Linked DNA regions of Mus musculus: regions 2, 3 and 4 are each linked to region 1. A link is a contact called in public Hi-C and promoter capture Hi-C data. All regions are on one chromosome and are shown on one strand. Each heading gives the region's core, a stretch centred on a gene start, on an enhancer-like site or on the middle of the called end of the contact. The rest is flanking DNA. Distances are from core to core; before and after follow the strand shown. Region 1 holds the start of Vamp1 (vesicle-associated membrane protein 1). Region 2 holds the start of Atn1 (atrophin 1). Region 3 holds the start of Gpr162 (G protein-coupled receptor 162). Region 4 holds the start of Ptpn6 (protein tyrosine phosphatase, non-receptor type 6).

The links. Promoter capture Hi-C pulls out the DNA fragments that hold promoters and counts their contacts. Hi-C and Micro-C count contacts between places; a contact is called where the count stands out from the background.
Region 2: a promoter capture Hi-C map of liver shows a contact between it and region 1, with 2.5 times the contacts expected there. The contact joins the promoter of Atn1 here to the promoter of Vamp1 in region 1. A contact is called at or near these places in 3 of 39 promoter capture datasets (liver and pre-B cells), 1 of 115 datasets of contacts at active chromatin or transcription factors (memory CD8 T cells) and 1 of 9 other capture datasets (liver).
Region 3: a Hi-C map of rod photoreceptor shows a contact between it and region 1, with 4 times the contacts expected there. The contact joins the promoter of Gpr162 here to the promoter of Vamp1 in region 1. A contact is called at or near these places in 1 of 484 Hi-C or Micro-C datasets (rod photoreceptor) and 3 of 9 other capture datasets (adipose tissue, liver and pancreatic islet).
Region 4: a contact with region 1 is called in a promoter capture Hi-C map of pre-B cells. The contact joins the promoter of Ptpn6 here to the promoter of Vamp1 in region 1. A contact is called at or near these places in 4 of 39 promoter capture datasets (the C10 cell line, hematopoietic stem and progenitor cells, liver and 1 more), 1 of 484 Hi-C or Micro-C datasets (CD8 T cells), 2 of 115 datasets of contacts at active chromatin or transcription factors (bone marrow-derived dendritic cells and memory CD8 T cells) and 2 of 9 other capture datasets (adipose tissue and liver).

The regions. Positions count from the first base shown.
Region 1 is chr6:125,212,074-125,216,953 of GRCm38.p6, reverse strand. It overlaps Vamp1 (vesicle-associated membrane protein 1), which reads right to left and starts at 1,373. Exons shown (of 5, transcript NM_009496.3): 1 at 1,227-1,373. The coding sequence starts at 1,228.
Region 2 is chr6:124,754,738-124,759,546 of GRCm38.p6, reverse strand. It overlaps Atn1 (atrophin 1), which reads left to right and starts at 3,060. Exons shown (of 10, transcript NM_007881.4): 1 at 3,060-3,251.
Region 3 is chr6:124,862,720-124,867,689 of GRCm38.p6, reverse strand. Gpr162 (G protein-coupled receptor 162) reads left to right here and starts at 3,707. Exons shown (of 5, transcript NM_013533.4): 1 at 3,707-4,019. Cd4 (CD4 antigen) reads left to right here. Exons shown (of 10, transcript NM_013488.3): 7 at 1-25; 8 at 563-681; 9 at 1,019-1,086; 10 at 1,415-2,997. The coding sequence ends at 1,445.
Region 4 is chr6:124,731,171-124,736,420 of GRCm38.p6, reverse strand. It overlaps Ptpn6 (protein tyrosine phosphatase, non-receptor type 6), which reads left to right and starts at 3,267. Exons shown (of 16, transcript NM_013545.3): 1 at 3,267-3,475; 2 at 3,561-3,683; 3 at 3,927-4,121. The coding sequence starts at 3,468.

The DNA of each region.
Region 1 (4,880 bases), core at 124-2,623:
TAAACATCTAGATCTATGGGCTTGTAAAAACTGCACAGAATGTTAATGCAGAGAACGGATAAAATGGCTGTGAAGCTTTGGAGAACTCACTTTATTTACTATTTGTGGCAGGTAGAAACACTCCACCCTAACCTATTCAGGGAGTTATAACCCTTATGTAATACAAAATCCTGCCCCCCTTTTGCCAATAGAGGCAACACAAGCAGAGTGTAGTGGTGCACACCTTTAATCCCAGCACTTGGAAGCCAGGGGCAGGTGGATCTCTGAGTTCAAGGCCAGCCTTGTCTATAGAGGGAATTCTGAGACAGCCAGGGGTACACAGAGAAACCCTATATGGAAAAGCCAAACAAAGAAGGGGGATAGAGAGAGCGAGGAAGAGGGAGAGAGAGAGGAAGAGGGAGAGAGAGAGGAAGAGGGAACAAACACAAATAAATCTAGCACCAGGCAAGAGATTCAGATAATAAATGAAAAGAAAGAAAATTCTTCATTGTGTGTATGTGATCCTAAAGGGAAGTTCTTAATTTATCTGGCCACAGAAGGGGATGATGCCAAAAAGAGCTAAAGGCTAAACTATGTGTTTTGGATAAAATGAAGAATTCACTGTTCTCCCTATTTCTCCTCCAATATTTATTTGGCTAGGACTTGATCACTGGAAATCGCCTTAGCATAAACAGCTGCATTAAGATTTCATACCACTGTCCCCTGAGACTTTCTGAGCTACTCGCAAGGCGCCACAGAACTAGCAAGTTAAGTTTCTGCAGCTTTGCTCACAGCCATGAGGCAGGTACATCACACTCTGGGTGAGGGGCATGCATAACGCAGAGACTGCGGGCACTCCAAGTCAAGAATGGACAGGAACACCTATAAGTCTTCCCAGAGGCTTTAAGAGTCTGTCAAACAAGAAAGGGTCTCCGAGTTTCCTGTCTGAATCTATACCTCCCCCACTTTTTCCCCTTTGGGGTTCCACGATACAAAGACAAGAGGGGAGGGTGCGGTGTACGTGGGACCCCCGCGCCCTCGCCCTGCCATGGAGTGCCAGCTGCAGTTGGTGCGGGATGGAGCGCTGCCCGCAGTCCGGGGTGGCCCGGTCTGGGGGCGGCGCGAGCTGGTGGTTCCCGGCGTCGCCGCAGCTGCTGCAATGCGCCATTTCCCGTCCCGCAGAGTCGGACACTGCGGGGGAGAGTCGGTAAAGAGGTGTCGAGGACCCTAGAGCAGAGTCAACTCACATTTTTCTGAAAGAGGAAGTGGAGGTCCGTCCCCTCTCTGGAGAATGCAACGAGACGGGCAGGGAGACACTGCGGCTGAAGCAGACGGAACTGTCGAGCGCCGCCTCACACGAAACACCCGGAACTCTAACTGCGGTGGAACTTACTGCAGGTGCAGGGCCGGCTCTCGGCTTTATTAGACATGACCACGCCTCTCGGATGATGTCAAAACCTCCAGGTCCAATCCTCGTGAGAAATGGCCTGCTAGTCCCGCCCCCACAACTACAGCAATTACCATTGTCCTCTTATTTCTATTTCTTCACTGACCAATACAAAAGTGGCTTGCTTAAAGTCCAGCTCAAACTCTGTCTCCGCCGCTGAGTTAGACCTTTTATGGTGCCTACCAGCCAATCGCTGAGCTGGAGACTGCTGTCATTCTTACCGCTCCCGCCCACAGCACCTGGCAGAAGGAAACCCAAGTGACTTAGACGCTGGAATCCAACTGGCTGCGAGGTTCAGCAGTGAATGCATATTCATGAAGTCCTTGGCCACAGGACCACCCCGTCACCATCCCTGCCTGAGACCATAAAACCCACATTCTTCATTCTTCTCTTCCCTATCACGAACTTCATCCCTAAACCTGTTAACACAGCGACTTAGTTAACCCAGCCCAGAAACCTGAACTAAAGTAGACTTCCCTATTTTATGTTTATGCTTTGTTTTGTTTTTTGAGACCTCTCTCTATAGATAGATAGATAGATAGATAGATAGATAGATAGATAGATAGATAGATATAGATATATACATATATACAGATATATAGATACACACACACATATATATGTGTGTATATATATATATATACACACATATATGTATATATATATACACACACATTATGCGTATGTATGTGTGTGTGTGTATATATATATATATATATATATATATATATATATATATACACACACACACACATATGTATATATATATTATGGTACAAGTTTCTGCCTGCATCTATGCATGCTTGGGTGCCCTTGGAGGCCAGAGGAGGGTTATTCCCTAGATGGTTTTGAGTATATGTGAGTGCTGGGAACCAAACCCTCTGCAAAAGCAATATGCTCCCTCCACCACTGAGCCATCTCTCTCCAGCCCCAGCCCTTTCCTCTTTACTCCTCCTCCAAAATCTAAGTAGAATCAATTTTTCCTTCTCAATACTTAAAGACGTTTCTTCTCTCTTCCAGTAGAATCCCTTTCCTAGACATCAGTTGTAAAATTCAACATTATTTTATGCTTCACAGCTTTAAAGGAATCTATAGCTGTGGTTGCGTTTTCCTAGCCTTAGAATTCTTATTTTACATTTAGTGGAAGCTTAGGTTTTGGATGCAGTGTAAATGTTTATATCTTAGGCATCCATGCAAAAGGAAAGAGAACATAGTAACATTAATAGGACAGTTACAACTTGACGTTCAGAGACTCTTTTCCCAGCAGAAACAGAGGCTTGTGTAGTCCAGGCTGGCTTCAAACATGAAATGTAGTCAAGAATGACCTTGAAATTCTGGTCCTCCTACTTCTGCCTCCTGAATGCTAGGACTGCAGAAGTTTACCACCATGCCCAGTTTTCTGCAGCGCTGGTCAGCGTACTCTGTTCCTTTTGCATGCTAGGCATTCACTCTGCCAACTGAGCTCCATCCCCATCCCCCAGAGACTAACTCTCAGGCAATCATGTGTTTCACTCAGATGTCCACATGTTGGTGTCCTGTGTGCAAGCGTTTACGTCTTTGGAGATGCATGCAGCATTTCATTACTGGACAGGACATACTCCTTTTCTCCCTCTGGAACTTCCTTTCAAGGGCCTGGCATTCATTCTGCAAGTTGTGACATTTTGATGTTCATGAGCAGGTATGACAAATACAGTGTGGGTAGAGCCTGACTAAGCTACAGCAAAATTTCTGCCAAATGGCAAAAGAAAGACGGAACGGAAAAGGGGGGACAATTCTAGATTCAAGCCTGTGTCCAGTCTTGTTACCGGGTACCTACCTAATTACCACAAATGCCATTCACGGCTATTTTTCTTCTCTAAACTTGTTACTTTAGATCTGACCCCTGCCCTGTTTTTTATTCTGTTGCACTTTACAATTGATGATTTTGGTTTTGATTTTGGATTTCAAGACACGGTTTCTCTGTGTAGTCCTGGGTGTTCTGGAACTCGCTTTGTAAAGCAGGCTGACTTCATACTCAGAGATCCGCCTGCCTCTGCCTCCTGAGTGCTGGGATTAAATGTGGGCATTACTGCTGCCCGCTTTTAGATCATTTTGCCTCATGGCAGGTATGACTTGGTTTGGTTTTCTGCCGTATTCCCACCTCAGCCCCCCCAGCCCCCGCCAAGTGCTGGGATGACACTGAATAGGAATTTTAAAAGTATGTTCATGAGCTGATGAGAAAGAAAACATGGACTAAAGGTCAAACAAGTGAAAGCTGACATCTGGAGAGGCAGCTGAGCATTGCTCTTGAGCGTGGTGGCCTCGTGGGGTAGCAGCATAGCATAGGAAACAGCATGATGGTCTTACTCAAAGTTCAATCCCTAACAGAAAGCCCCTACATAAAGTTGGAATCCCTATATTGGCAACTAAGGGAGTTTTTAAAGTACTGGCCCCCGCATGCTCTTCAATTGAAATTATTTACAAACTAGGTGGCTGCTGAAGCTCTCTTTGTCCTTTTAAATATTTGAATTCATAACCTTGAACTGTGTTTTTAATACTTTGCCTGAAATCCTTGTTTTATTCACTTCTGAGAGCCTTAGCATCTTTTCTTCCTAAAATCATCCTGGCAAGAATCTCCAAGTGGTCTGGCATTGACAGTGGCACCCAGCACCAGCAAGAGCAATGCAGACCTCCCTGGTAAGCTCCTCTTCAGTGGAGGCCTTGGGGAATTTCCACAGAGACAGTTCCAAGAGAAATAAATTGTGGTCATATGCTGAAAACAAATCAGGGAAGAAATGCCAAGAAACAGAGAGACAGAGACACGAATTAAGGAAATTAAAAAGCCATGCCAAGTAGTTCAACGTCTGAGTAATAAAGAATATGAAAAGGGGGAAATTGGGATGTATGGGAAAAGGAAATGTGTGGGCAGGGAATTAATTATCCTGAACTAAATGAGCTTGTCCAGACCAACTTGTGGGTTCTAGCTACCACAATGACAGAAAAAGAATAGCATTAAATTAGACACATCTTTCTGTAATCTCAGAACAGGAGAGCAAAACAGGAGGTTTTGAAATCTTTCAACAAGAGAATAAACATGGGACAGGAGGGAGAACAGCACCATCAGTGCAGGCGAATAGTGCAGCAGCGCCTAAAGAGCTTTCAGGGGCTAGAGAGGCTCGACAGGATGAGAACCGTCTGCTCTTCCAGGAGACCCAGGTTTGCTTCCCAGCTGGCAAATGGTGCCTCACAACCATTTTTAACTCCAGTTCCAGTGGATCTGGAGCCCTCACACACACACACACACACACACACACACACACACACACACACACACAAAAATAAATAAATATTTTTAACCTGGGCAAAATGATTATTAACCTAGAATTTTATATCATCTCAAATATTAATAAAGGTGAGGGGGAACCAGGGCTCTGATGTCATCTACCTGTAATTTCACCACACAGAAGAGAATGGA
Region 2 (4,809 bases), core at 1,811-4,310, 460 kb after region 1:
GCTGTGGCCATTAGGGGGAGCCCAAGTTCTGCAGGACACCTTACTAGACGCCAAGGTGAGGTTGGGGTGGGAAGAATTTCAAGGTTGCACCCTCTGCCCTCCTCCCGCGGATCCTCCCAAGTTCTGGTCCCAGGCTCCCTCAGACTTCCTTCTCCCTTTAGGGCTAACAGAAACTTGCACTGGTGAAGCCAGGAGCCACATCTCCCCACCCATCTTCTTGTATCCCCCAGCTATTTTCAGTTCAAAGAACTTCTTGCTCCCTCTCCTTCCCTGTGCCCTTGAATTCCTATGTAAGCTCCTCGTTTTTTTTCCCCCTTCCAGCACCCCTATATGGCCCCGGGGGCTCGCTACACTTCTCTGGGGCTGCTCTCTCAGAAACTCCTAGGCTTTGGTCAGGGCTATTGTGGCTGTAGCCACCATTCCTAACCCTTGTCTTTTCTTTCCTCCATCCTAGCTAGGTGCCTTTTTCTGACAACATTCCCAGCCCCCTTCTGGTACCAGGTTGGATTGGGTTACAGCTAGCTCTGCTTGGGCCTCCAAGGCCCCTCTCTACTTTCCTTTTGTGCCATTGCCTGGAGACCAGGTGATTGTAGGGGGCTGGGGCCAGAGAGGGAGCTGGGGTGAAGGATAGGGGTGGGGTGTATATTTAATGCTCCCAGCAGCTGAGCTGTGAGCCTGGTCTTGGGTACCAGAGGAACTGGAAGGTGTAGTGCTGGCTTCTTTTCCTAGTTCCATGCCTTGTCCTTCCCTAGGCCTACATTTTTCTTTTAGGCTTAGATAAGTTACCATCTTGGCTGTTGCCTTAGCGGCTAAACAAGGGTAGAGGTTGAGTCTGGAAAGGATTGGAAAGGTCCTAGGCCAGGCCTAGTGGGAAACTAAAGGAAAGAGAGGAAATGCTATGGGGAGAGGGGGGAGGGAGGAGGAGTCTCAGAGCAAAATTAGTTGGTACAGGGAAGGAACTAGGTCTATCTTAGAGCACAGAGAAAAAGACGTGAAGGGTACACAGGAGAGGACCTGGTCTCTGGGAGGCCCTGGAAGGGGACAAGCAAATGGGTATGGGGGTAAAGTGAGGCCCTGCAGAGGCAAGGGACTTCACAGTGGGGTGATGGGATATTTGTTCCTAGAGGAGCCAAGCATTCTTGCTTGGTCTCCCTAGTGCTTTGGAATCTGTGTAGAGCTTTTGGGTAAGTTCAAGAGCTTGGCTGAATCTGGCCTAAGGAATGGTGGTGTAAGACCTACTGGGTGGCTACTAGGCTAGCCGTTCTCCTCCCTTCCACAAAGGCAGTTTGCCCACTCAGTGTCCCCCACTCCACCCACTAGGTCTGAGCTAGGCTGGCCCCCTACAAGCTCTCTACCCCCACCTCCAAATCTGGTGAACTACTAAGGGCTCCCAATCCAGACTCCAGCTCCAGCTCTTCCGGGCTCCCAGCCTGCCTCCCTCCCTTTCTCTAGCCTTCCCAATTTCAGCTGCCAAAAATCACCCTGTCTCTAGTGTCCTTTGTCCTGAGAGATGTTGCTGCTGGTTTGGGGCCAGAGAAGGAGCCCAGAAGAAGGCACCACTGGAGTGATGGGGGTGCTGACTTCATGGCTGTAGGTTGGGCATGGCTGGCACGCTGACTGGAGAAGAGTTGGGAGGAGCATGCTGTAGTCTGTGCTGGGGACTACTTCCATATTACAATTGTTATGGGGAACCTGGGCACCCTAAAATGTATGTAGGTCCTTTCCACCTAATCCCCCACTTCATCCCTTCTGTGACCATGACCAAAGATGCTACTAGTAATGACTTCAGACTTGAGAAGGTCTAGTTCAGGAACCTCGAGAAAATGAAGGGCCCAAAAGTGAAGTGCCACCTCTTAGTTACCTCTTCCACACTAGGGCCTGGACCCCAGTCTGTCACTCCTCCAGGGTTCTCCCTCCGTCTCTAGCTCCTCTCTTTTCCCATCACTGGCCCTCCCACCACGTTGCCACAAAAGCCCTATTTATCTTGTGTTTCCTTCCAGACCTCTCTAATTCATTCTCCTCCACTTTATTTGCCAAAGGAAATAGTTCTTAGTTCGATTGGAAGTCCCCACATTCATGTTTACCAACCCAGCCCACCCCAGTCTCCCTCTAGAATAGGCATCCTCTGCCCTCCACCCCTCTTCTGAGACTTCTCATGCCTTCTCTCCCACAGAGGGATCTCCGGACTTGCCTCCAGCTTTCCTTCATCATTCCCAAATTCTTGTGGTTTGCATTCTTCTCAACACCAATCACTGCCTTAAACGCTTATCTCTTCCAGAAACACCATTCTCCTAGTACGTCTTCATCCTTTCCCGCCCAGGTCCACAAACTTCCATCGTAGGCTCTCCAAAATAGCTCCTAAACCCCTCCAGCCTCTACTTCTGGCCCTTCCTCTCCATCTTTCCAATACAGTCCCATTATCCAAATCTCTACTTCATAATTCCCCAAACTCCACCTACTTCACCCCTGCCACAGCCCCTCTTGTCCCCAAACTTCTCCAGCCTCCCCAGGTCTGCCTTCGCAGTCCACAGCCCCTCCCACCCAGCCCTCTCCCGCGCGGGGCCCGCGAGCTCCCCACGCTCTGCGCAGCGAGGCCCTCTCTCTCTGCGCCCCGGCCGGCTTCGGCCAACTCGCCCGGCGCCTCCCCTTCCCCGATCCTCCGCCCCCCGACTGCCGCGCGCTCCCTCCCTCGCGTCTCCTCCGGGCCCCTCTCTCTCCTCCGTTCCTCCGCGCTCCCTCCTTCTCCCTCTTCCTCCCTGCTCCCATCCCCCTCTCCCGAGCGCCCTCCCTCCGCCGTCCGCTTTCCTGTGCGAGTCGCCGGACGCGCCGCCCAGCCTGTCCGTCCGCCCGCAGCCCCGCGCCCGACCGGGGCCTCGGGCCAGGACGCGTTTCGGGGTGGCAGGCCTCGGGGCGGGCTAGGGGCGCGCGGCACCAGCGGCGGGAGGGTCGGGGGTCGCGGGCCTCGCCGGGACCGCGAGTGCGGGCGGAGGCGGGCGGTGCGGCGGGGGCGGGCGCGGGCGGCGCGTTCCGGGCGGGAGGGCGGGCGAGGAGCGCGAGAAGCCGATCGGGGCTGCGCGGGGAGCCGGGCATGGGGGCCGCCCTCCGGGGGGGCCGGGGCCGCCGCCGCCGCCGCCGCGGCAGCGACTGAAGCCGCGCTGTAAGGAGGGGCGGGGAGTGGCCGCCGCCGTCCCCGGGAGGCGCCGGAGCCCGACCGCACTCGCAGCCAGCCAGCCGTCCCGAGCTGCTCGCAGGTAAGGTCCGCTGCCGCCGGCCCGGGCCGCCCCGTTCCGGCCCGCGGCTCCCCGCCCCCACCCCTCCCGGTCCCCCCTCCCGCCGCCGCCTCCATTTGTTATTTTCCCGGTCGCGTTCCCTCATTGCGGGCACGACCGGGCCCGAGGCTGGGGACTCAGGGGGTGGGGCCGCCCGGAGGAGGGACGCGGGCCTGGGAGTCGCGAGCTCGGGAGGTGGGGGGAGGAGGGTTTTGGGAGGAGGGCTGACGGGGCCGAGCGTCGCCAGGACCAGAGCCTAAAGGGGAGGAACGCCGAGGTGGAGACTTGGCGGAGGTAAACCGGGGGATGCTGTGCGGGTGGTTCGCGGAGAAGGCAGGACGGATCGGAGAGATGGCAGCGAGGTGGGGCGTGAAGGCTCCAGTAACCCCACAGGCCCAGCACCGGGTTTCCAGGTTGCGGGTCTTGGGAACAGGGAAAGGGGTGTGGTAGGTGGTAAAATGAGGGTTGTAGCTGCCGAGACGGGGGATTGAACCTGGGGGGAATGGAGATGAACCGGGAGAGGCCCAGCTTTGAGAAGACCGACGTTTTTTGGGGTGGAAATGGGAAGGCCATATCTTTTGTGACTCAGTTTTCTTTCCCCCAATCCTGGTCACCTCTGACCCCGTTTTCCTAATCCCAGACCTAGTTACTTCGTGAAGGGGGGGCACTGAGTCTTGGTAGTGTGAGTCCTCCTAACACGAATAAGAAAGGCAGGGATACTGAAGGGAGAATTGGGAAGGTTGGGAGGATGGGAAAGAAGAGAAGATTGGGCAATCATATAGGCATTCCAAGGAATTGTGACCTCCACCCTCACCCCCAGAGCATTGGCTGTCCCATAGGAGGACTTCCTTACTGCCTTGATCTCAGAGATCTCTTTGTGCCTGGGGTAGGTTACCCTAAAGCTCCCTTTCCTGAAAGGTTGGAGTTGCTCTGGCAACTAAGGTGGTAATAGTGGCTGCCAGATGGACCCCTGGGATGGTCTCTTGGGGGGCACTTTTTTTTTTTATCCATTTTGTTGCCATGGTAGTGAGACAGTGGGAAGTCCAATAGGTGGGGATTCAGTATGTAGATTGGGCCTCTCTCAGCCTGTAGCTTTGTCCTTGGTGGGTCTCCGGGAGATGTTTCTGGTGTTGCCCCAAGTAGGGTTTCCTAAGGAGGCATCCCTTCTCCTCCAGAAGTCTATTGGAACAAGTAACCCTGTTGCTTGCAGGTCATTCCTGCAAGCCTCTACCTGGGTATGGTGCGAAGATGAAAATGTTGTTGTTCAAACTATATTGTCTTGGGCTGGGGGTAGCTCAGTAGCAGTGTTATTTCCTAGCATGCATACAATAGGCCCTGGGTTTGAGCTCCAGAACCAAAAACAAAATAAAAAAAAAACAACCAAGTTACATCACCGCGGGCAATTTCTGTCGGCCTCTACCACTCTTATTGTCTTATAAATGGTTGACTCTTTAAACTACTTTATCTCCTTGAATTCCTCTTTGGGTCTCTCTTCCTTCTTTGTCAGTTCTCAGGGTGACCCTTTCATTCAACTGATCTT
Region 3 (4,970 bases), core at 2,458-4,957, 350 kb after region 1:
GTCAAGATGGACTCCAGGATCCAGGGTAAGGATCCAGTTTCTAAGGCCTCACCCTAAGCCTCGGACTCTTCACCTGTGGAAAGCCCCAGGGACAAGCTATGCCGACCTAGAGTCTCAGTTCCCTAGCTCCTCACGGAGGCATTTTGTACAGAGGTTGGAGATAGAAGTGAGGAGAGAGAGGGGTCCTGGGCTCTAGGTTCCCACTTGTATCCTCCAGTTACTTCCCACTTCCACACAGCTTAGGAGTGAGGTCTTCCTGGCTAAGAGCTACCCATCTCCTTGTCTTCCCCCTAAACCTAAACAAACACACAGGGCCTAGTGCCAGGCACCTGCTTCTAGTTGTCTGGAGAGCTCTCTAAGAAAAAACAAAACAGAACAAACGATCCCTTCCCTGGTCTGTACCCCCAAGAACCCTTTGCACTCAGCCTTGTTCTCTGACCTGGGGCCAAAGTTAAGACTGTCCCTAGATAGAGGCACTGAGTATCTTTCTCTTTCTTCACAATATCTGGGCTGGACCCAAGGCTTCCGGCCACCAGAGCTATCTCCCCTTCCCTTCTCCCAGTTTTATCCAGAGGGGTGAACCAGACAGTGTTCCTGGCTTGCGTGCTGGGTGGCTCCTTCGGCTTTCTGGGTTTCCTTGGGCTCTGCATCCTCTGCTGTGTCAGGTGCCGGCACCAACAGGTGAGTGAACACCCCATAATTGCCCACTGGATCCTCAAAGCACCTCACAATTGCCCACTGGACCCTCAAGCACTGTATCCTCAGCCGAGTACCTTGCAACCGGCTTCTGGTTTAGCTTTCTCTGCCTAGCCCCTGAAGTCCCTCACTGTAGACCAGACCCTGCCTCTGAGCCCATCTGAAGGGAGACACAAGGAGGAACAGATGTCACTGACAGGACGGGGGCTTAAGCCACAGTAAATGCTTCTCCTCTGCCAGCTTCCCCCCCTCCCCCCTCCAAGGGGCACCTCCCTCCTGGAGGACTGGGACCCTCACGACTACTCTCCTTGTCCCTGGGCAGCGCCAGGCAGCACGAATGTCTCAGATCAAGAGGCTCCTCAGTGAGAAGAAGACCTGCCAGTGCCCCCAGTAAGGATCTGGGCTGAGGGGTAGGCGGGGGGGGGGGGGGGGGAGAGAAGGGGAGACAGGGAAGAAAAGGGTAAGGGAGACAAGACAAGACAAGTTAAGAAGGATGAGTGGGGTGGAGTAAGGAGAGGGGTAGAAGGGAAGAATGGAGAGAGTGAGGAAGGGAACTTAGGAAAGGGTTGGCAGAGGGAGGTGAAGGGGCAGTGGGCCTCTGGGTCTGCACAGACACAGCAGCGGTGCCCTGAGGTACCAATGTGCAGCAGGAGAGAAGTGGGTAGCACATGGAGGGGCCGGGAGACGGGATATGCTCCCCTGTCCTTCTCTCTTCCAGCCGGATGCAGAAGAGCCATAATCTCATCTGAGGCCTAGGCCCCACCTGCAGCCCACCACCTGCGTCCTGTCTCATCGCCCGAGGCCTGGGGACCAGATGAATGTAGCAGACACGCTGCCTCCGGCCTTCTGCTCTCCTCTTCCACAACCGGCCACGGTTTCCCTCCCTCTGTTCCCAAGCCTGTCTGTCTGCAGAGCTTGCCCTCTGCGTTTCAGACACTCAAGCACACCCCATCAGCTTATTTATTCTTCGCTGCTGCCTTTCTGCCAGAGCCTCGGCCCTTCTCGGACTAAGGTCCTGGAACCTTTTTCCAGCTGTCTGCTTGGATCAAAGGGCAGTGTATAGCACCTGGCACGGATGGTGGGACTGGTGTCTGGAAATACACAGCACAGTTTACGAGAGGGCTCTGGGACCAAGCTGAGTGGGGCAGGGAGGGCCGGGAGGTTGTGCATGTCACACATGAAGCATGTCAGGGGCAAATGAAGACTGAGAGGCTGCGGGAGTCAGCCTCAGCTTCCCATGATGCCTGCTTCTCTTTTGAATTTGCAAGACCAGACTCACATTCTAACCAGTGCACCAACACACATCCAAGCCACACACCTGTCCATATATCCAAACAGCATATCTTAATTCATAAGCCACTTTAATGTCCCAGGCATTCGACCCTTACAAAAACCTTACAAGTGGATGAGCGGTAAAAAGCCTCATGAACTGAGTGGAAGGAGAGGATTAACTCTTGAAAGTTGTCCCCTATGTATGTACCATGACCCTCATGTGTACACAACACACACACACACACACACACATACACACACGAACACACGCATGTTGCACACATGCATGCACGCTGAAATCCTACAAGCTGACAGTGATGACTAAGATGGCAGAGATAACCAGTCATCCCTAGTGAAATGGAACTTGGTTGAATGACTACCCAAGGTTACCCAGCTAACAAGTGCTGATGTCAGGGCCAACCCAGGGCTCCTGATCCCTAGAGCCAAGCCACTACATGGAACACAGGGATGAATACCACACAGATCTCTGGAGCTAGTTCCAGGCCCTCGGTATACACACACACACACACACACACACACACTGGAGCGCAGCCCCTGGCAGAGATCTTGAGAGGATGGAGGAGCCATTCTGGTTTCAAATCCCTCCTTGATCACTGCTGTTCTCACCCCCCCCTCCTTCCCCCAAAACCCTAGTTCTCTTAGAGTGAGGCTGGGAGAGATGCACAGAGACCTGCCGCAGTGTGTGCAGAGCCTGGGAAGTGGACCATGCTGGGGTCCTTTATGGAGAGAGCATTGTGGCAGGTGGCTGTGCCTTCCATCCAGGAGGTCAGGGGTCTAAGGGCTCTCCCTGAGAGTCTTGATCTGTTTCTCATAGATCCACAGCCTCCTCTGCCTCTGTCGTTTGCCTGCTTCAGCACTTCCTTCCCCTTTTTTCCTCTTTTCTTCCCAGCTGGCCTCTTCTAGAAACATCCCTTCCCCACTTCTCTTCATTATTCACTTCTTATTTTTGCCCACTCCCCACTCCTGCTTCCTGAGCTGACAGAAAAATAAAGGCTATAAATAAAATGCACTGTGTGTGTGTGTGTGTGTGAGAGAGAGAGAGAGAGAGAGAGAGAGAGAGAGACAGAGAGACAGAGATGGAGAGAGACAGAGACTACACTTCTCTGGGGGACCCAGGAATCTTTGGGGCTTTAGTTACCAGACCTGACCCAGGGAGAAGATGAAGTTGCCCAGAGAAGGGAAAATTCCCTGGAGGCTGATTGCCCACCTGCACATCCTAAAAGCATTGTGTGTGACTCTGTAATTCACAGAGAGACTACACGGTGATGTATGGGAGAAGAAAGAGACTATGAGAAACCGTGTGTGGCAATTGTGCGTGTCCCTATCCTCAGTGTCTGCTTGCATTCCAGGAAGAGAAAGAGGTGTATGCAGGTGCACAAAAAGCCCACTTCTTTTCTTGATCCAAGCAAGCACTTCCAACTTTACAAGCGATCTCAGCTGGCATCGCAAGCCCCCTTAGCTTCTAGCAGGCCTTCATGCGGGGCTCCTCTGAGCTCTACCCAAGAACAGCCCTCATAAGGATGCACACAGTGACACACGGTGACACACGCTTCCTCCTCCCTGAACAGCTAACTCCTCGGTCCCTAACAACACCAGCTGCCTCTTCGGGCTCATTCGTGTTGAAAATCCGGGATGGGGTGGGGGCAGGACACCAACCGCTTCACCAATGAAGCCCGCTCCCCGCCGTCCTCCTCGCCCCCTCCCTCCCCGCGCCTTCCTTGCCCCTCCTCCTCTAAGTCACCGCCGTCCAGTTTCCCCGCCCCACCCTCGCCACCCCCGACCCCAAGACTGGTCAGCGGCTCCCTAACCCCGGGCTCGCAGGCTGATGACCCTGGGAGACAGGGGCCTCGAGGGGCCGCAAACTAGCGCGCCGCGGGCTGAGCCCGAGAGGCCAGGCTGGGGGGAGGGAGGCCCGGAGGGAGGGAGTGAAGGAAGGAGGAGGGCTGGCGAGCTGGAGCCGGCAGGCGGCGGGAGCCCGGGCGAGCCTCGTCGGGAGTGCGTCTCCTCGGCAGAGCAGGACGCAGCCAGAGGTAAGTGGACCCCTGCCCGGTCCCCCGCGTGTCTCCACTCCCCCACCCCACCCCACCCCGCGAGCTGCCTCCGCGCCCCTCCTCCCGGCCCTCCTCCCCAGCCACCTGCTGTTTCTGCCCTAGAGAACACCCTAGGTGACTGGAGGGAGGAGCCGCCTGACCTTATCCCATCCAGGCGAAGGGCGAGGGACCCCTGTCGGCCAGAAAGCCCCCAATCTTCCTCCTCCCATTCCCTTTGCTCTCTGTCCTTCACCCCCTTCTCTCTGTCCTTCACGTCTTTCTTCTTCCCTCCCTTTCTGACTCTCCCTCTCTTTCTTTCGGAACCACCAACTGGGTCTGGGGGTGGGATGAGGGTGAGTGGGAAGGGGTCCAAAGGCTGTAAGGGAGGGCAGTGGGGGGCATCCGGACCTATTCCCTACACCTCCTCCTGGCTGTCCATTGCCATGGCAACTAGGATGTACTGGGCTAGGGGGGAAGAGACAAAGATGGGGGTGGACTGGGACCTCTGGGGGAGAGCTAGGGTCTAAGGCTCTTCGCAGGAAATGAACGGTGGCACAGCTGTGCCCCACTTTCCCCGTCTGCCCCAAAACCATCACACCGGTCTTATAGCCTCTAGTCTGTTCAGTGTTTCACTTGGTTTCCTAGTGCCTTCCCCAGCTCTCCCTGAACCGTATCACTAAGACCAGAACCCTCCTGCTCTCTCCCATCAGAGGGAAACTGAGGCTCTGGACCAGGGGAGGAGACCCAAAGTCTCCTAGTGAGGTCAGCCAGCCTATTTAAGGTCTACCCCCCCCCCCATCACTGTTCCCAGGCTCCTCCTCCATCCTCCTCCTTCCCACCCACCTCCCTCCAATATCTCCGCCTCGGGTGGGGGGGGGGCTTCTGGACCTTCCCGTCTATTTCCAGATACTACCAGTTTCCCCCCTCTTTCTCTCCAGCTCAAACTCTCCT
Region 4 (5,250 bases), core at 2,018-4,517, 480 kb after region 1:
TACAGGCATGAGCCACCACACCTGGCTGCTTTATTGGCTTTTTAGGTCTGAATTTAGGAAACCTTGTGAAGTTCATTTATCGGGCAGAAATACCAAGATCCAGAGAATTCTAGTACCATATAATGGTGGTATTTTGTCCTTGGTAGGTACCCAGGGCCTCTCTTTCCTGCATCACCATTGACCTTGATGTGTTCTTTTATCTCTTGCTTCCCAAAGGAATCTCTTTCTCTGCTAGACACCACGCATTTATGTTTAGGACTGTCAGCCTCCTTAAGTCTGCTTAAAACAAAGACGAAATCCCAACATCATAGGTGGTCAAAGGCCCTGTGCCTTGCTTCTTGGAAGACTGTTATTATTTTCCTGCCTGGGGACAGGATGTGTATTCCGTCTTATTAGAGCACTACATTTTCTGGCTTGACATCCTTTAGATACACATCAGGGGTCAGAAGTATTAGGTGCCTCGTGAGCTCCCTCCCACAGAGTGGGCTTAATTCTGGAAAGAGAGTCTTCGTACTGGTGCAGTTAGTATGGTGCCAAGCAGTATGGGCCTTCCTGTGTGCCTGTTGTGTTGGGGATCTGCCCAGCAAGGGATGGATATGGGTGAACCCAGATGGTGGGATATGTGTGAGTTGTGCTTCTATACAAGATATGTCATTGGCAGAGAGTAAGCGGCATGAGGGGCGTGCATACTTGTAATCATGTCTGTTTAAGTGAAGTCACGAGTCTTTTGCTAGATATGACCCTGAAGGTTGGGATGGAGGCAAGCTCAGATGTTGGCAGATCTCCCCCCTGCCCTGAATTTTTAAAAATTAGATATTTTCTTCATTTACATTTCAAATGATATCCCCAAAGTCCCCTATACCTTCCCCCTGACCTACTCCCCAAACCACCCATTCCCGCTTCCTGGCCCTGGCATTCCCCTGTACTGGGGCATATGATCTTCGCAAGACCAAGGGCCTCTCCTCCCATTGATAACCGACTAGGCCAACTTCTGCTGCATATGCAGCTAGAGACATGAACTCTGGGGGTACTGGTTCGTTCATATTGTTCTACGGATCTCCCTTTGCTGGAACAAGCTTTGTATGTGGTCTTCCTGACGCTTGGGATGAGCTGAGTCTATCGGAGTTCTGGATCTTGCTTAATGTAATACCCAAGCATGCATATTTTCAGGGGTATTAGCAAGAAGAGAAAGCCTAAAAGGAGGGTGGGAGGGAGAGAGGCAGGAAGGTTAAGTAATATTTGATGTTTTCAATAATGATAAAGTACTCGTCATAGACTGTTAAACAAAACAAAACCAGCTCCCCCCCCCCCACCCCCCCCCCCCCACACACACCAGGGGCTTGCTATATAGCCCTGGCTGGCTTGGAACTCTTTATGAAGCCCAGGCTGGCTTCAGGTTTGTTCTCATCCCCTTACCTCTGTCTTCCATGTGCTGGAATTACAGATGTGTGACATGGCATCCAGCAAGACTGTTGGTGGTGAAGGCCAGGGTTTCCCACCCAAATGCTAAGCAAGCATTTTACACAGAGCCACACTCTAGCCATGTTTGGGTTTTATCGTCTCTTACTTCTCCTATACTTTGAGATATGACTATATACTGTGAATAAATATTAAGCATACAACTAACTATACACTCACTCATGAAACTACTGGGCTTGGAGCAGAGAGAGGGCCTTATGTTACCATCGAGCCGCATCATTCAGTTTTAAAGAAGTGTAAGGGAGCCAGATGTGGTGGCAACCTCCAGCTACTGGAGAGGTGGAGGCAGGGAGATTACAAATTCAAGGCTACAGAGTGAGTTCCAGATTAGCCTGGGCAATTTAGCTAGACCCTATCTCCAAAAAAGTAAAAAGAGAACTAACAGGGGGTGTGACTCTGTGGTTGAGCCTTTGCCTTGCGAGTTTGAGGTCCTAAGTTCAAACCCTAGGACTGCAGAAGTGTGAAGGGAATCAAATGAATAAGGAAAAGAAATAGGGTGGAAGATGTACACTGCCCAAGGATGCCTGCCCAAGGATGCTCCTCACACTGTTTAAGGGACTGAGAGTCTGGGTTGGTTTTGTTGTTCTTGTTGTTGAAACAGGTCTCACTATATAGCGCTAGATATCCTGGAACTCACTGTATAGACCAAGTTGGCCTCAAACTCACAGAGAGCTGCCTGCCTATGCCTCCCAAGTGTTGGGATTAAAGGCATGGGTTACCATGCCCAGCTAGGACTGGGGTTCTAATTTCAGTATTATAAAACAAACAAACAAACAAACAAACAAACAAACCAAAACTAACCAATCAAAACACCTCAGACAATAAACCCTTAAAAGATATAAGGTGCTCTGTCCCATCTCCCTTCTCCAGCAGCCTGTGTCCCTTGCTAAGGAAGATACCAATATAAATTGGGCAGCTTGTTTCCCCTCTGGTCTTGGCTTGGTAGTATTTGCATCTTTTTTTGTATTCATCCTGGGGTTTACATACACAAGGTCCCATAAGCCTGAAGGCTGAGCGCTCCTAAAGTTTAAAGCCCTCCCTGTGAGCGTCTGCCCTTGTTGGGACCCTGGCCATAAACCCTAACCTTTAGGAGATACCTTCCCACCCCACCCCTCCCTGCTGACAGTCAGGGTATAGGAAGGAGGCCTAGGCCCATGATGACAGAGCTGCACAAGGTTGCTTTGTGGGGGCTCTCAGCTGTGATGATAGCATCTCCTTTGGACAAGGAGTCTATTGACTACTGTTCTTTGGGTCCTGAGGGCTGGCAAGCAGAATTCAAAAGTCATTGGCTTTGAAACTATTTAGGTCTGAATCCTGCAACTCACTAAGGGTAAGACCTGGGGGCAATTCCTCAAACTTCTTGGCCTCAGTTTCCTTGTCTGTGAAGTGGGGATAAAGATAGTGCCTGAGGAATGAGGCCCTGGTGACCTGTAACTCACAGGAGGCATGAAAATGACATTGTAGCAATGAGTCTGGCAGGCTGCGACACTCCATTAAATGACGGTGCCACTGCACACGATCATTATTAGACTGTGCCTAAGAATAATTCTGAGTAGAGGCAGCTGCTGGAGGAGGAAGGGTTGACCTGATAATGTGGATATTCACTGTGCGTGACTCTTGACCTGCCACACGTGTGCCTTACCTCTTGAGTCATGAATATTTACTGCCTTGCCCCTGTGCCTTTGTTGGCAGACTGTGGGAAGTGGGCCCTCCCCCACCCTGCCACCCTCCAGCTCCTCTTCCCTCGCTCTGAAAAGAGAAGTTCTAGTGAGTTCCCCTAAGGGGTCGGCCGCGCCCCTTCCTGTCTCCGCCCTGCTGGCTGCCCCAGGCCAGTAGAGTGGTAGCCCGGGGAGCAGGACTGCAGGTTGGCTTTGGAGGCCTGGGCTCTGAGAGCCTTGCCTGAGGCTCATCTCTAGAGTTTGTACGTGCCTGCCCAGACAAACTGTTCCCTCCACATTTTCTGCAGCCAATTCAGTGAGAACCCCAGGATGGTGAGGTAAGGGCCTGGGACCCATGGAGGATAGGAAACAAGGGTGGCTGGAGCCCTGGGGATATTCCCTCACTGCCCTGTGCACTTTTAGGTGGTTTCACCGGGACCTCAGCGGGCCTGATGCAGAGACCCTGCTGAAGGGCCGGGGAGTCCCTGGGAGCTTCCTGGCTCGGCCCAGCCGCAAGAACCAGGGTGACTTCTCCCTCTCAGTCAGGTGGGTGGCCCTCCCTGCACCTTGGCAGCTCATTGTGTGGGTCCGGAGCATTCCTGGGTTCCCTGGGTTGTGTTGTCTCCTCATGATACATTTCTTCCCTTCTGTCCCTGCCTGTCGCCCTAGCATGTGCCCATAACTGTCTATGTCTACTCCATGCCTATGTGCTTTTGCATCGAGACCCCTGTCCCCCCAAGCCCACCCCGCTGCTGCTCATGTATCTCACTACCTGGTGGTGCCTCGCAGGGTGGATGATCAGGTGACTCATATTCGGATCCAGAACTCAGGGGACTTCTATGACCTGTACGGAGGGGAGAAGTTTGCGACGCTGACAGAGCTGGTCGAGTATTACACGCAGCAGCAGGGCATCCTGCAGGACCGAGATGGCACCATCATCCACCTTAAGTACCCACTGAACTGCTCGGACCCCACCAGTGAGAGGTGAGGGGCATTGCAGGTTGGCCCTGTCCCTTGAGATAAGTGGACATCCAGACCAGGTGTCCTTCTGTTCCCAGTCCGTTCTTCATCCCTGATCTTCCACACCTGTTCTCTCAGTGTTCTCAGCCTCTTCCCTCTGTAGGCTGATGATTCCCATGTATCTAACCAATCCCCTGTCCCCTGAGGAAGCCAGAGAAGGGTTCCCCTTGCCTTCCTGCAGGGTTCCTGCTGCCTAGCAACCTCATCCTGAGAGTAACAGAGAGGCCACTCCTTGTCTCTGGTGTTTCTCATCAGGTCGGCCCTATTACTAGAAAGCTTGTCCTACCATGGAACTCTGGTGCCTTCTTCCAGCCCTCTACACAGCCTGGGGCTCTAGGTCCCTGTCTTAATAAGGTCTTAGAGGTCCACTGGTACTGGGGTACTCAGGGACTTCTCTCAGCATCACACTGAGGTGGGGCTGGACAGAGCTTGGTGAAAGCAAGGTCGCTGAGGTGGTCACAGGTAGAGAAGGGCCCAGGCTTATCTGACTTAAGGAGACCCTCAGGATATCCCCAACTAGTGCTGCAAAGACACGGCCCCCATAGCTGGGCTGGCTGTTCTCTTGTGGTCTTCTCAGAGCATGTGCAAAGGGAAGGTTATGGAGATAAATGTCCCTCATTCATTACACTGGGGCTCGTCTTAGCTGTATAGCACAGGGACTGACTGGCAACCCCTATTAACTCAGGGTTTTCTTATGGACTCTGGGGCTCTGCGTACCTGTTCCTGTCCTGTGTCTGTGTATTTACAGTTGAAATGATTCCGAACTTGATCCCCACACCCTTCTCTGCTGGGGCCTGAACCCGGGGCCTTGTCTGAGTTGAGTGAGCGCTTTGCCACTAGCTACCTTCCACGCAGTTTTAAAGTCTGTTTTGAGATTCGTGCCTACAAACTTAGCTCAATAGTTTTGTTCACAAGTTACTGACTAAAACTGAGGACTGAAGGTCTAGGGACTGTGGCTCAGGTGGTGAGTGCTTGCCTGCCATGCATTAAACACTGGGTTCTATTCCCTGTCGTGCATAAACCTAGTGTGAGTGACACGTGCCTGTGAGCCCAGGTGGAGGCAGGAAGACCAGAAGAAGGTCAAGTTTATCCT